Linked DNA regions of Ovis aries: region 2 is linked to region 1. Evidence: chromatin contacts called from public Hi-C data. All regions are on one chromosome and are shown on one strand. Each heading gives the region's core, a stretch centred on a gene start, on an enhancer-like site or on the middle of the called end of the contact. The rest is flanking DNA. Distances are from core to core; before and after follow the strand shown. Region 1 holds the start of LOC114110806 (putative uncharacterized protein encoded by ZNF503-AS2). Region 2 overlaps LRMDA (leucine rich melanocyte differentiation associated).

Evidence for each region. Hi-C and Micro-C count contacts between places; a contact is called where the count stands out from the background.
Region 2: a Hi-C map of tail adipose tissue shows a contact between it and region 1, with 5 times the contacts expected there. The contact joins the enhancer-like site here to the promoter of LOC114110806 in region 1. A contact is called at or near these places in 5 of 16 Hi-C or Micro-C datasets (hypothalamus, liver, omental adipose tissue and 2 more).

Annotation. Positions count from the first base shown.
Region 1 is chr25:30,345,210-30,351,331 of ARS-UI_Ramb_v3.0, reverse strand. It overlaps LOC114110806 (putative uncharacterized protein encoded by ZNF503-AS2), which reads right to left and starts at 1,847. Exons shown (of 4, transcript XR_006058018.2): 1 at 1,509-1,847; 2 at 1,102-1,265. ZNF503 (zinc finger protein 503) reads left to right here and starts at 1,592. Exons shown (of 2, transcript XM_027962213.2): 1 at 1,592-2,244; 2 at 2,979-5,560. The coding sequence starts at 1,936. The coding sequence ends at 4,616.
Region 2 is chr25:30,605,333-30,610,809 of ARS-UI_Ramb_v3.0, reverse strand. All of the region lies in intron 2 of LRMDA (leucine rich melanocyte differentiation associated), which reads right to left. Among named protein-coding and RNA genes, the nearest start is that of TRNAG-CCC, 190 kb to the right of the region's middle. Within about 2 kb of position 2,964, at least 8 of the 54 cell types and tissues checked have an H3K27ac peak or open chromatin away from gene starts, as enhancers often do. A contact at or near this core is called in liver and tail adipose tissue, where this site is marked.

The sequences.
Region 1 (6,122 bases), core at 598-3,097:
ATGGCAGGGGTTGAGGGAGGGCTGGAAGAGGGGGCCTGAGTGAGCCTGGAACCTATCTGCCCCAACACACACGTCAGGCCTCTTCTTCGCAACCTCTCAGCCCTAGCCACGATGGGGGACGGGTGTCAAAGAACTGAGGGGGGGGTACCCCACCACTGACCTCCAGAACTCAAGGCTACGTTGGTAATGTGGCTCTTAGAAAGAAGCTTCCGAGTTTGGAGTCAGGGCACTAGGGAGGGGGTAGAGGGGGCCAGCTGGCAGCCTGACGACTGCACTCAACGTACCCCGAAGGGAGTACCATGGCTTGGGGGGTAAAAAATCTCCCGTGTTGGACGTCGCCACTGCCTGTCTCGGATACCGAGAGCGCTCGGAACTCTGCGCGTGGCCCCAAAGGAACGGAATCCCCAGAGGTGGAAGGGTGTTATCTCTCTCTCCAGTACCTAGAGGAGCGAGGCGCACACCCCAGGCCAGCGCACCCTTCTCAGCGCCCTTGGCGCACCTGCGCACTTTACTCTCACTATTCATTTTCCTGACACCGAGCGCCTCTTTCTCTTCTTTCATTCTTTTTCTTAGAGCCCCCGCCTCTCATCCCAGGAGGCTGCTCCTCCTTCCCCCTCCTTCAGTTCCCCCTCAGTCTCTTCCTTCCTCTGCGTCTCTCTCTCCCTCTCCCTTTTTCCCTTCAAGTCGCACCCGCCTTGTAATCAGCAACAAAAGCTGACATAAATCACCGGCGGATTGACAAGAGCTGACAAATAACTGATTGATTGCGGTCGAGGAACATTGACAATTGATGGAGGGGTGGAGATGCCCAGAGAACTCGGGAGGGGGGCGCGGGTAGAAGAGAGGGTGGCAAAGGAGAGTAAGAATTGCGGGGGGGTGCTGAGTGTGAAACAGAGGAAACATGTGACCCCCCTCCTGCCCCAATCTGCGCATCTCCGGGCGTCACGTGGCCGGGAAGGGCGGGGAACCTAGCTTAGAGCCGAGACTTGCCTCCTCCGCCTCCGCTGCCCACCTAGCTTCTGGTTTCTCTGCCGCCGAATCCCGGGAAATCAAAGCGGGCGGGCGGACTTCCTCCAACACCCGCTCCCCACCTTTCCTTACCCAGGCGGCTGCACCGCAGGAGATTTCAATTACTGAGGCGGGGGAGAGAATACTTGGGGGTGTGGACCTCCGTGGCGGCCCTGGAGTTGACAGTCCGGCCGTTGTCCAGACTCCTGCTAGTGCTCCTTCTGAACACGCTCAAACTGTTCCTTGCAAGCACCCTCCTGCAAAAGAAGGTTTCAGTTTATTCTCCAGCTGGGGAAAAGGACGACGAGGAAGAAAAGAGAGGGAGGCGGCAGATAGCAAACGTAGAATAAATGTCCAGCTCGTCCTCCGAGCGAAATCTAGGGAGGGGACACGCAGGGGGAGCGGCAAAGAGGGAGCTGCCCATTAAAACCAGCGCTGAGAGTCCTGGCGGCGGCGGCGGCGGCGCGGGACGCGTCACATCCCCTTGACCCTCCAATCACCTCGGGCTCCCATTTGATTGGAAGGCGGCAAAGGCTTTAATCTCCCCCTCGGTGCAGCTGCTTTTGAAGTGAGTTTCCTCGCCAGAGCCCCGGCTGGACAGGCAGCGGCTCACATCGCGGAGAGCAGCGCCAGCGCCGGGCCGCGAGTGCGCAGCGCAGGGGCACAGCCCAAGGCCGACACGGCTAGCCACCCGGCACTCCCGCAGTCGGGCCGGCTCCTCCCGCTCGGCCGCGGCTCCGCTGCGGGCCACCCAGGATTATTCGCTTGTGGCTCCAGGCGCCAAGAAGGCGCGCTGGGCGCCTGTGACCGCCGAGCCAGCTCCACCTCCTCCTGCTGCTCCTGCTCCCCGGGCGAGAGCGCAGCCCGGAGCCCGCCCCGCGCCTCCTGGAGCCCTCCCCCCGCTGCTCCCATGCGCGCGGGTGGGTCATGAGCACAGCGCCCTCGCTTTCTGCCTTAAGAAGCAGTAAGCACAGCGGCGGCGGCGGCGGCGGCGGCGGCAGTGCGGACCCTGCCTGGACCAGCGCGCTCTCTGGAAATAGCTCCGGCCCCGGCCCAGGCTCGTCCCCGGCCGGCAGCACCAAGCCTTTTGTGCACGCTGTGCCCCCCTCTGACCCCCTCCGCCAGGCTAACCGCCTGCCCATCAAGGTGCTGAAGATGCTGACGGCACGGACTGGCCACATTTTGCACCCTGAGTACCTGCAGCCCCTGCCTTCCACTCCCGTCAGCCCCATAGAGGTAAGGACCCTATCCCCGGATCGCGCTGGGACCACCACTCTGGCTGCCCCTCCACGGGATTTCTTTCTCTTGTGATCTGCAGGGGGTGAAGGTGGGGGGATCGGAGTGATTCAGCTCCGGGATGAGGGGAGAGGATCGTGCTCCCGCACCTTAAAACTAGGGCGGAAAGAGGGGAGGAGGTAGAATGGGGTGTGAATGCTAGGAGCCAAGGCAATCAAAACTTGTTTCTTCCATTGGTGTTAAAGCCCCTACCTCGACCCAGGCCCCCTCACTCTCAGGCCAGAAGACAGACGGGAGTCCAAAATACGGTTCCAAAGTCCCGGTCCTCCGGTTTCCCAGAAGCTGGTATTTGTACACAGCCTCTAAGGCGCCAACGACCCGAGCCCTTACTCTGAAGTATTAGAGGTGGGGGTGGGGAGTACAGTTCTGGGTCAAAGAATCAGAAACCAAAACATTTTTCGAGTTTGTTTTTTTTTTTTTTCCAATCCAGTTATCGCTTAGAGAGGACAGGAAAGATCCTGGTGGCGGGGCTGGGGGTGGGGTGGGGGTGCTGTGGCCTTTCTCAAGAAAGAGAATGTGTGTGTAGAAGGGATGTCTCCTAGATTTGCGCCTCGGGGCTGGAAGGATCTTTACGGTCTTGGCTGAGGTGCGCTCGAAACCTAGAAGGCAGGATTCTAAAGGGTTTCCCCTTCTTTCTTTGTGCGCCCCCCCCCGCCCCACGTCTGACCCTGCAGCTCGATGCCAAGAAGAGCCCGCTGGCGCTGTTGGCCCAAACATGCTCGCAGATCGGGAAGCCCGACCCCTCGCCCTCGTCCAAACTCTCCTCAGTGGCCTCCAACGGGGGTGGCACGGGCGGTGCCGGCGGCGGCGCCGGGGGCGACAAGGACGCCAAGTCGGGCCCCCTCAAGCTGAGCGACATCGGCGTGGAAGACAAGTCGAGTTTCAAGCCGTACTCCAAACCCGGCTCGGATAAGAAAGAACCGGGAGGCGGCGGCGGCGGAGGAGGAGGGGGCGGCGGGGGCGGCGGCGGGGGGGTTTCGGCGGAGAAGTCCGGATTCCGGGTACCGAGCGCCACCTGCCAGCCATTCACGCCCAGGACAGGCAGCCCAAGCTCCAGCGCCTCGGCCTGTTCTCCAGGAGGCATGCTGCCTTCGGCCGGGGGCGGCCCGGATGGCAAGGACGACAAGAAGGACCCCGAGGCGGGCGGCGGCGGTGGCGGCGCCAAGGGCTCCGGGGGCGCCTCGGCCGAAGGGGGACCCACGGGGCTGGCGCACGGCCGGATTAGCTGTGGCGGCGGGATCAATGTGGACGTGAACCAGCACCCAGATGGGGGCCCCGGGGGCAAGGCTCTAGGCTCGGACTGCGGCGGCTCATCAGGCTCCGGCTCCAGCTCCGGCCCCAGCGCGCCCACCTCCTCCTCTGTGTTGGGCTCTGGGCTGGTGGCGCCCGTGTCGCCCTACAAGCCGGGCCAAACAGTGTTCCCTCTGCCTCCCGCGGGCATGACCTACCCAGGGAGCCTGGCTGGGGCCTACGCCGGCTACCCGCCCCAGTTCCTGCCACACGGCGTGGCGCTCGACCCCACCAAGCCGGGCAGCCTAGTGGGGGCTCAGCTGGCGGCGGCCGCGGCGGGTTCTCTGGGCTGCAGCAAGCCCGCCGGCTCGAGCCCCTTGGCCGGAGCGTCACCGCCGTCCGTGATGACAGCCAGTTTGTGTCGGGACCCGTACTGCCTCAGCTACCACTGCGCCAGTCACCTGGCTGGGGCGGCGGCAGCCAGCGCGTCGTGCGCTCACGATCCGGCCGCGGCGGCCGCGGCTCTCAAGTCCGGATACCCGCTGGTGTACCCCACGCACCCGCTGCACGGCGTGCACTCATCGCTCACCGCGGCCGCGGCCGCCGGCGCCACACCGCCCTCTCTGGCCGGCCACCCCCTCTACCCCTACGGCTTCATGCTCCCTAACGACCCGCTCCCCCACATCTGCAACTGGGTGTCGGCCAACGGGCCTTGCGACAAGCGCTTCGCGACGTCTGAAGAGCTGCTGAGCCACTTGCGGACCCACACGGCCTTCCCCGGGACAGACAAACTGCTGTCGGGCTACCCCAGCTCCTCGTCTCTGGCCAGCGCCGCAGCGGCCGCCATGGCCTGCCACATGCACATCCCCACGTCGGGCGCTCCGGGCAGCCCCGGGACGCTGGCGCTGCGCAGCCCCCACCACGCGCTGGGACTCAGCAGCCGCTACCACCCCTACTCCAAGAGCCCGCTCCCCACGCCCGGTGCCCCCGTGCCCGTGCCCGCCGCCACCGGACCGTACTACTCCCCCTATGCCCTCTACGGACAGAGACTGACCACGGCCTCGGCGCTGGGGTACCAGTGAGGGCGGTCTCGAGGGCTATCGAGGGAAAGAAAAGAACTGGGGGGTGGGGGTGGGGAGGAGCCGAGGGAGGGGCGGGAACAGGGCCGAGGCGACTGTCACCCGCGCGTGGGGATGACCCGGGCCAGGAAAGGAAAATATATATATACTGTATCTATCTACCCGAAACAGCGACCGAGACCCGGTGGGAAAGTCCCCTTTCCCCCACCTCTCATCTCCCCACCCAAACTTTATAAAAGTTGAAAAAAAATATCATTTGACTTTTTATAGAAAAAGAAGGAAAAAATAATTGAAAAGTGTTCATCTGAGGACTGCATCGGTGGACACTGGTATTTATTTATGTTAGCTCCAAGCGGACCCGTGGTTCAAAAGTGCATTACTTAGTTTGAGCTCTGTAGGTAAAAAGGAAGAAGGGGGAAAAATTAAAACTTGAGGGTTAAAAATGTGGAAAACAAACCCTCCCATCCCTTGTAGATTATAAATAAATACAAAACCGCCACAGAACTAGAGGTCTTCTCTTTAATGTTACTTTAAAATTGCTATGATTGTATTGTACGTTCTTATTTAATGTCTGATTGAAACACAAATTTACATGCATGTTTGTTACAAAAATGAAAAAAAAGAAAACAAAACAAGTCACAATTTGTCAGCTCTGATTTCAAATTGCAATTATTTTTAAGGTGTATACCATCAAAAGAGAATGGGTATTTTTTTGTATGTATTCTGGAAGAAAACAAAAAAAAAAAAAAGGAAAAACAATTCTATTCCAAAACCTCATTTGCCTTATTTTGTTCTTTAAAAGGAACACTTAACTATTTTTAATTTTTAAGTCCACCGGCTGAAAAGGGGACAAGGTTTACGTCATGTACTAAAATAATAGACAATGTATCGCTTTAAAGATTAAAATTCCGTATATTTGATGTATTAAAAGGTTTTACTTCTTCTTATCTTTTTTTTTTTTTTCCTTGGTTAAAGAGAAACAAGAGCATGGCAATTTGGCCACAGTGGGTTCCCTGGGCCTCACGGCTATTCCTTCCCAGGACCGTGGTCGAAATTCCGATTGTTTAGTTGTAATTTTCAGGAAGAAGCAAAGGCTTCAGAAGGGCTGGCCTTGGAGGAAATATTTTTAAACGGGATTTCACAATTTGGAAAGATAGTGTACTTAGCTATCACTCATTTCGTTTTTTTCTCCCAGTAGCTGGTTTGTTAAAAGTGAAAGGGGAAAAAGGGGATTTTAAAAAATTTCCCTCTTAAGGATTTTGAGGAGTTTGGGTTTCGTTTTGTGCAGAGAGCGGCGCAGGTCCGGACTCGCCCGCCCAGCCTCGGCCCGGGGGAGGTGCCGCTGCCCACAGTTCCTCTCTGCTTTCCTACCATCATCGGTTACGGGCGGGCAGCCGGGATCGATTGGCGGTCGGAGGGCGCTTGGGAACCTGTTTCCTAGGCCTGGGGAGGAGAGCGCGCTGGAGTCCTCTTGTCCCTCCGAGGAAAATGAGTTCTCTTTCCTTTTCT
Region 2 (5,477 bases), core at 1,715-4,214, 260 kb before region 1:
ACCTGTCCCCCTTTCTTCTGCTAGATTCTCTGATTCACCCTCCAAACCCCAACTCAGGAATCAGCTCCTCCATGCAGATTTCCCTGAGGCACCCAGCTTGAGTTAATGCTGTCAGGCGGAGTTCCTGTAGCCCCTGGTGCCTCCTGCCACGTTACAGAACATATGTGATATAAGTTCAATATCACTATGCTCTCAGAAAATTTGTTCCTTTAGGAAAGTCAGAGTATCACCCAATGTTGCTAGCACCAAGCCCAGTACCTGGCATATAGTTGGCACTCCACATAAATACCTCTTTCTAGGTATTTATATTCTAGGCTTCCCTGGCTCAATGGTAAAGAACCCACCTGCCAATGCAGGAGATGCAGGTTTGATCCCTAGAGAAGGAAGATCCCCTGGAGAAGGAAATGGCCACTCAGTCCAATATTCTTGCCTGGGAAATCCCATGGACAGAGGAGCCTGGTGGGCTAGAGTCCACGGGGTCACAAAAGAGTCGGACACAACTTAGCAACTAACAACATAAATACCCCCAGAACTGAAATCATCTCCTCTCTACCACCCAATACAGGGATTTGCTTCTTGTGAATGAATAAGTGTTGCCAACTGCCGACTCTGCAAGAAAGGGAATGGAGAGCTTTCTGTCACTTGAAGTTCATTGTTGTCAGTATTGGAAGGGGAGGTGGCACATGGTTTTGTATTCCAGTGGTGGATAATCAGAGCTGGTTAGAAGAAAGGGAGACATACAGGAGCCAGCCAGCTCAGGGACAGAACCCATGAGTGAGCAGTCTATTTATGCTAGTGAGCATAAATACAGCCTCATTATCTACAGTTGAGGTTGGACCATGTCCCAGAGAATAGAACAGCATTGGGGAAAATATACTGTATGGATTATTCAACCCACAGTGTTAAAAAGAGTTCAAGAGAACAAAATGGGGAAGATTGTAAACTACTCTTCTCTTCAGTTCAGTTCAGTCACTCAGTCATGTCTGACTCTTTGTGATCCCATGATCACAGCACGCCAGGCCTCCCTGTGCATCACCATCTCTCGGAGCTCACTCAAACTCACGTCCATCAGGTCAGTGATGCCATCCAGCCATCTCATCCTCTGTCGTCCCCTTCTCCTCCTGCCCCCAATCCCTCCCAGCATCACAGTCTTTTCCAATGAGTCAACTCTTCGCATGAGGTGGCCAAAGTACTGGAGTTTCAGCTTTAGCATCAGTCCTTCCAAAGAACACCCAAGACTGATCTCCTTTAGAATGGACTGGTTGGATCTCCTTGCAGTCCAAGGGACTCTCAAGAGTCTTCTCCAACACCACAGTTCAAAAGCATCAATTCCTCGGTGCTCAGCTTTCTTCACAGTCCAACTCTCACATCCATACATGACCACTGGAAAAACCATAGCCTTGACTAGATGGACCTTTGTTGGCAAAGTAATGTCTCTGCTTTTGAATATGCTGTCTAGGTTGGTCATAACTTTTCTTCCAAGGAGTAAGTGTCTTCATTTCATGGATGCAGTCACCATCTGCAGTGATTTTGGAGCCAAAAAAAATAAAGTCTGACACTGTTTCCACTGTTTCCCCATCTATTTCCCATGAAGTGATGGGACCAGATGCCATGATCTTCGTTTTCTGAATGTTGAGCTCTAAGCCAACTTTTTCACTCTCCTCTTTCACTTTCATCAAGGGGCTTTTTAGTTCCTCTTCACTTTCTGCCATAAGGGTGGTGTCATCTGCGTATCTGAGGTTATTGATATTTCTCCCGGCAATCTTGATTCCAGCTTGTGTTTCTTCCAGTCCAGCGTTTCTCATGATGTACTCTGCATAGAAGTTAAATAAGTAGGGTGACAATATACAGCCTTGATGTACTCCTTTTCCTATTTGGAACCAGTCTGTTGTTCCATGTCCAGTTCTAACTGTCACTTCCTGACCTGCATATAAGTTTCTCAAGAGGCAGGTCAGGTGGTCTGGCATTCCCATCTCTTGAAGAATTTTCCACAGTTTATTGTGATCCACACAGTCAAAGGCTTAGACATACACAATACCTAAGAATATTAAGAGGAGCCTGACAGCTAAGCCAAGTGTTGAACTTTGTTCTGACTGGGGCTTCCCCAACAGTCTTCACAGGAGAATCCATCCTTCCTGTAGTATCCCTCACACCATGCTGTTGGGAACGTGGATCAGAATTGAGATCAGAATTAGACCTACACGGGGGCAGGGCACCACACAGCTTATATGGCTCAAGAAAGCACTAAATGGCAGGCCAAGCCAACAGACAGGAGCCAAGAGGCCGAGATACGGGACATGGGGGGCAACATCAAGCCCAGAGCAGCTAATCTGGTAATGTAGAGCATCTTCCTTCACAGACTGTGGGCGTCTCAAGGAAGACACCCTGCTTAGGTCATCGTCTTTTTATCTTCAGGGCTTGAATATCACAGTTTGAAAGGATTGGGTCCCAGACCTGTACAGTGGCTAGAGAATGCAAGGGGCCAATGTGAGCAGTACCATTGCGATTTTCAATGGTGGCTGAACTCCAGAATTACCTGGGGAATTATAAAACTGCAGATTTCCCAGACTCCCCCTCCAGAAAAATTAAACACCAAGAATCCAAGAATCTCTCTTTGCTAGACAGGGGCTTTCAATTACTCCCTACAGGAAAGGCCTATAGGCTGCCTGTCTCCCACTAAAGCAAGTCTGGAGTTTTCCTAAAAGAGGATGCAGAGCCCTGACCCAGTGAGAGCAGGGTCCTCATGAGGCTTCAACCCAGCCTCAATCCCTGTCCCAAGAGTTCTTCATGAAAAATGCCACCAATTTTCCCCAGAAAATGCCACTCTAGCCTTTCCCTAAAAATACCTTGGCTTCCTCAGAGGGGTCAGATCCATGGCCTTCAGAGAGAGAAGCATAAACACAACTCTTGCCAAACCAGGCTCTCAACACTTAAATCAGCCTGCTTTCAAGTCCGCATGAAGTTCCAAGAACAAGAAGAGTCTTCTATAAAGGGTTTCACAGCAGACCATGATTGTGCAAGGCACCCAGTTCCAGTTCTCAAAATGTTGCATGTCCAGAAGTTCAAGTTAATTATTACTTTACCAAATGCAAGTGAGTTATGTCTTTCTGTCATTTTGGCCCAGATACTCGCCAAGCTGCCAAAACCCCTCACATACCAAAATACCAAAACTATGTAGGAAGGCTACAGGATGTCCTCACTAGAGACAAGACCAAATTTTCACTTCATAAATCACTGAGAAACTCCAAAAAGGCTGCCAGTTGAAAAGGCAAGCTATGCTGATGAAATATTTTCTTAATTCACCTCATTCAGAGTAATTGATTTTTTTAACTTCATGAACAAGTCATTTTTAATGTAAATAATAAAGTCGGTTAACCGTGTACTCTCACTGCATGTGGAACGACAAAGTTTTTATCTGAATTAATTAGGTGATTTTTCACTAATACAGACTTGTTGCTTTTACTTAAGACTTTGCTTTTAATCAAATCCCTTCCCACCCTGACCCTCACTCCACTATTAGCTGAAATGGAAAGCAATGAAGGTTAGTTATAACGTGTTTTTATGTGTGTTTCCTTCCAGAGGATTCAAGGGCAAAACCCTTAGCATCATCAGTATATGATCTATTGAGCTTCTCTTAGACGGGAAAGCGTGCAGATCCTAAGTGCTATTTAGAATGTGTTTCAAATGTATTCCATGCCTGTGTTATCATGGCTAGGAGTGTCAACCCAAATCCTAAGGTGTATGTTACTGCCATACAGCTCTGCACATGTAGTTCCTACTTTTACATGTAAAATTAATGACAGTGAGTAGAAATTCAGCCTATTTTGCCAGAGATGCTAAATTCCTCCCCTTTAAAAGTAGAACAGTCAACCTGGCTAAAAGCAGCAGCCCTCAATTTATGTTTTCTCCTGTTTCCTATCTCCAGGTTCCCCATCCTACTTAGGAGGCTGAAAGAACAGGGTCAGGGGGAACAAAATTACTTTCATATCCTGTAATTTGTCTGCTGTACTGGAACTGAGAAGCAGTCTTATGAAACCCAAGCCTCAATCCTTTTTTTTTTTTTCCATTTTTACTTTTAGTTTTGAGCACTTCTTTTTTTTTTTTTTTTTTTGAATAGAATTATTTTGGCTCTTTTAAGCAACTTTTTTACAAAGTTCAATGAAAAAGGAAAAACAAAGTCTCAACTTCACTATTTCCTCCATGACAAAGGCCAATCTTTACATCACATGTGGTTCCAATGCCCAGAAAAGGGCATCACATTTGTGGATATGTGTATGCCACTTCTGTGGAAATTCTTTTTGTTTCCACTCACCAAAGTCGTACTGATAAAGCCGAAAGGGGGACAGGGGGACAGGGGGACATATACCACGTTCCTCGAGGTTACGCTCATCTGCCCTCTTCAGGCTTAGAGGGAGGACCTCAGTCGTCATCACTTGTCTAACTCCTTGGTGCACACAGTGTGGTCCCTGGAGCAGCAGCATTAGTGTCACATGGGAGGTAATGCTCAGGTCCCAGCCAGACCTCCTGAATCAGAAACCTACTTTTCAATGGCATTTCCAGCAGACGGACATGCACGGCAAAGCGGGAGCACCACTGGTCTGGTGGGACGTCCCACTCATGCTAAGAACCAGCATCTTCTCTCAGAAGTTCACTCTGCCTCCGCTAGGAGCCTTCCAGAGTCTAGCTGCGCAGGAGGGTCAAGCCCTGGCTAAGGCCTTGACGGTTTTCAGCAGAGTCAAGCAGGCACTGCTCAACCCCGGCAGCCACCAAGGAAGTAGGCAGAAGCAACCAGGGGCGGTAGTGGGAGCGGCCTCCCCGAGCCCGTGAGTCTCAACACAGCAGAGTCATTAATTAAGATACGGCCGGCTGCTGGCGAGGCAGTCACTCCGCGTCCCCTGTCTGCCAGGGACTGGCGTGAGGTGTGAGAATCTGGGTAGCCTTCTCCGTGGCTCTGCCCCACTGGCATTGATTGTGTATGATTAATGATTTAAAGGAATAAAAAGAGAAAGGTCAATTTCTGAGTTCAAGACAGAGCAGCTACATAGGGAGTAATTAAGATACTTGTGTAAGCATGATTAATAAGCACAAACTGGCACTCTGGGCAGTAAACAAGATGCAAGCAGATGGTTAGCATGCAAAAGGTTTTTTTTTTTTTTTCCTTTCCTAAAAGCAATTTTTCAGCAGCTTGAAACTTGGCTTGTGAATTCTTTTCCTCCCCCAAGTCTCAAAAATCTCATTATCTCCACAACCTTCAAGGAAAAAAAAAAAAAAAAACTGTAGTGAATACCTTCAATGCTCGTTCCTTCTCTCTTTAAAAAACAAAAACTTATTATTTTATTTTATTTTTACAGATAACTTGAGTTTGCTTGTAAAAATGGATGCAACTCATCTTTGTTTCTCGCTGCCTTTTATGTCAGGCATCCCGTGAATTGCCAAGCCTGACAAGGTGGTTCACTGCCGAGTCTTTCAACTCCCAC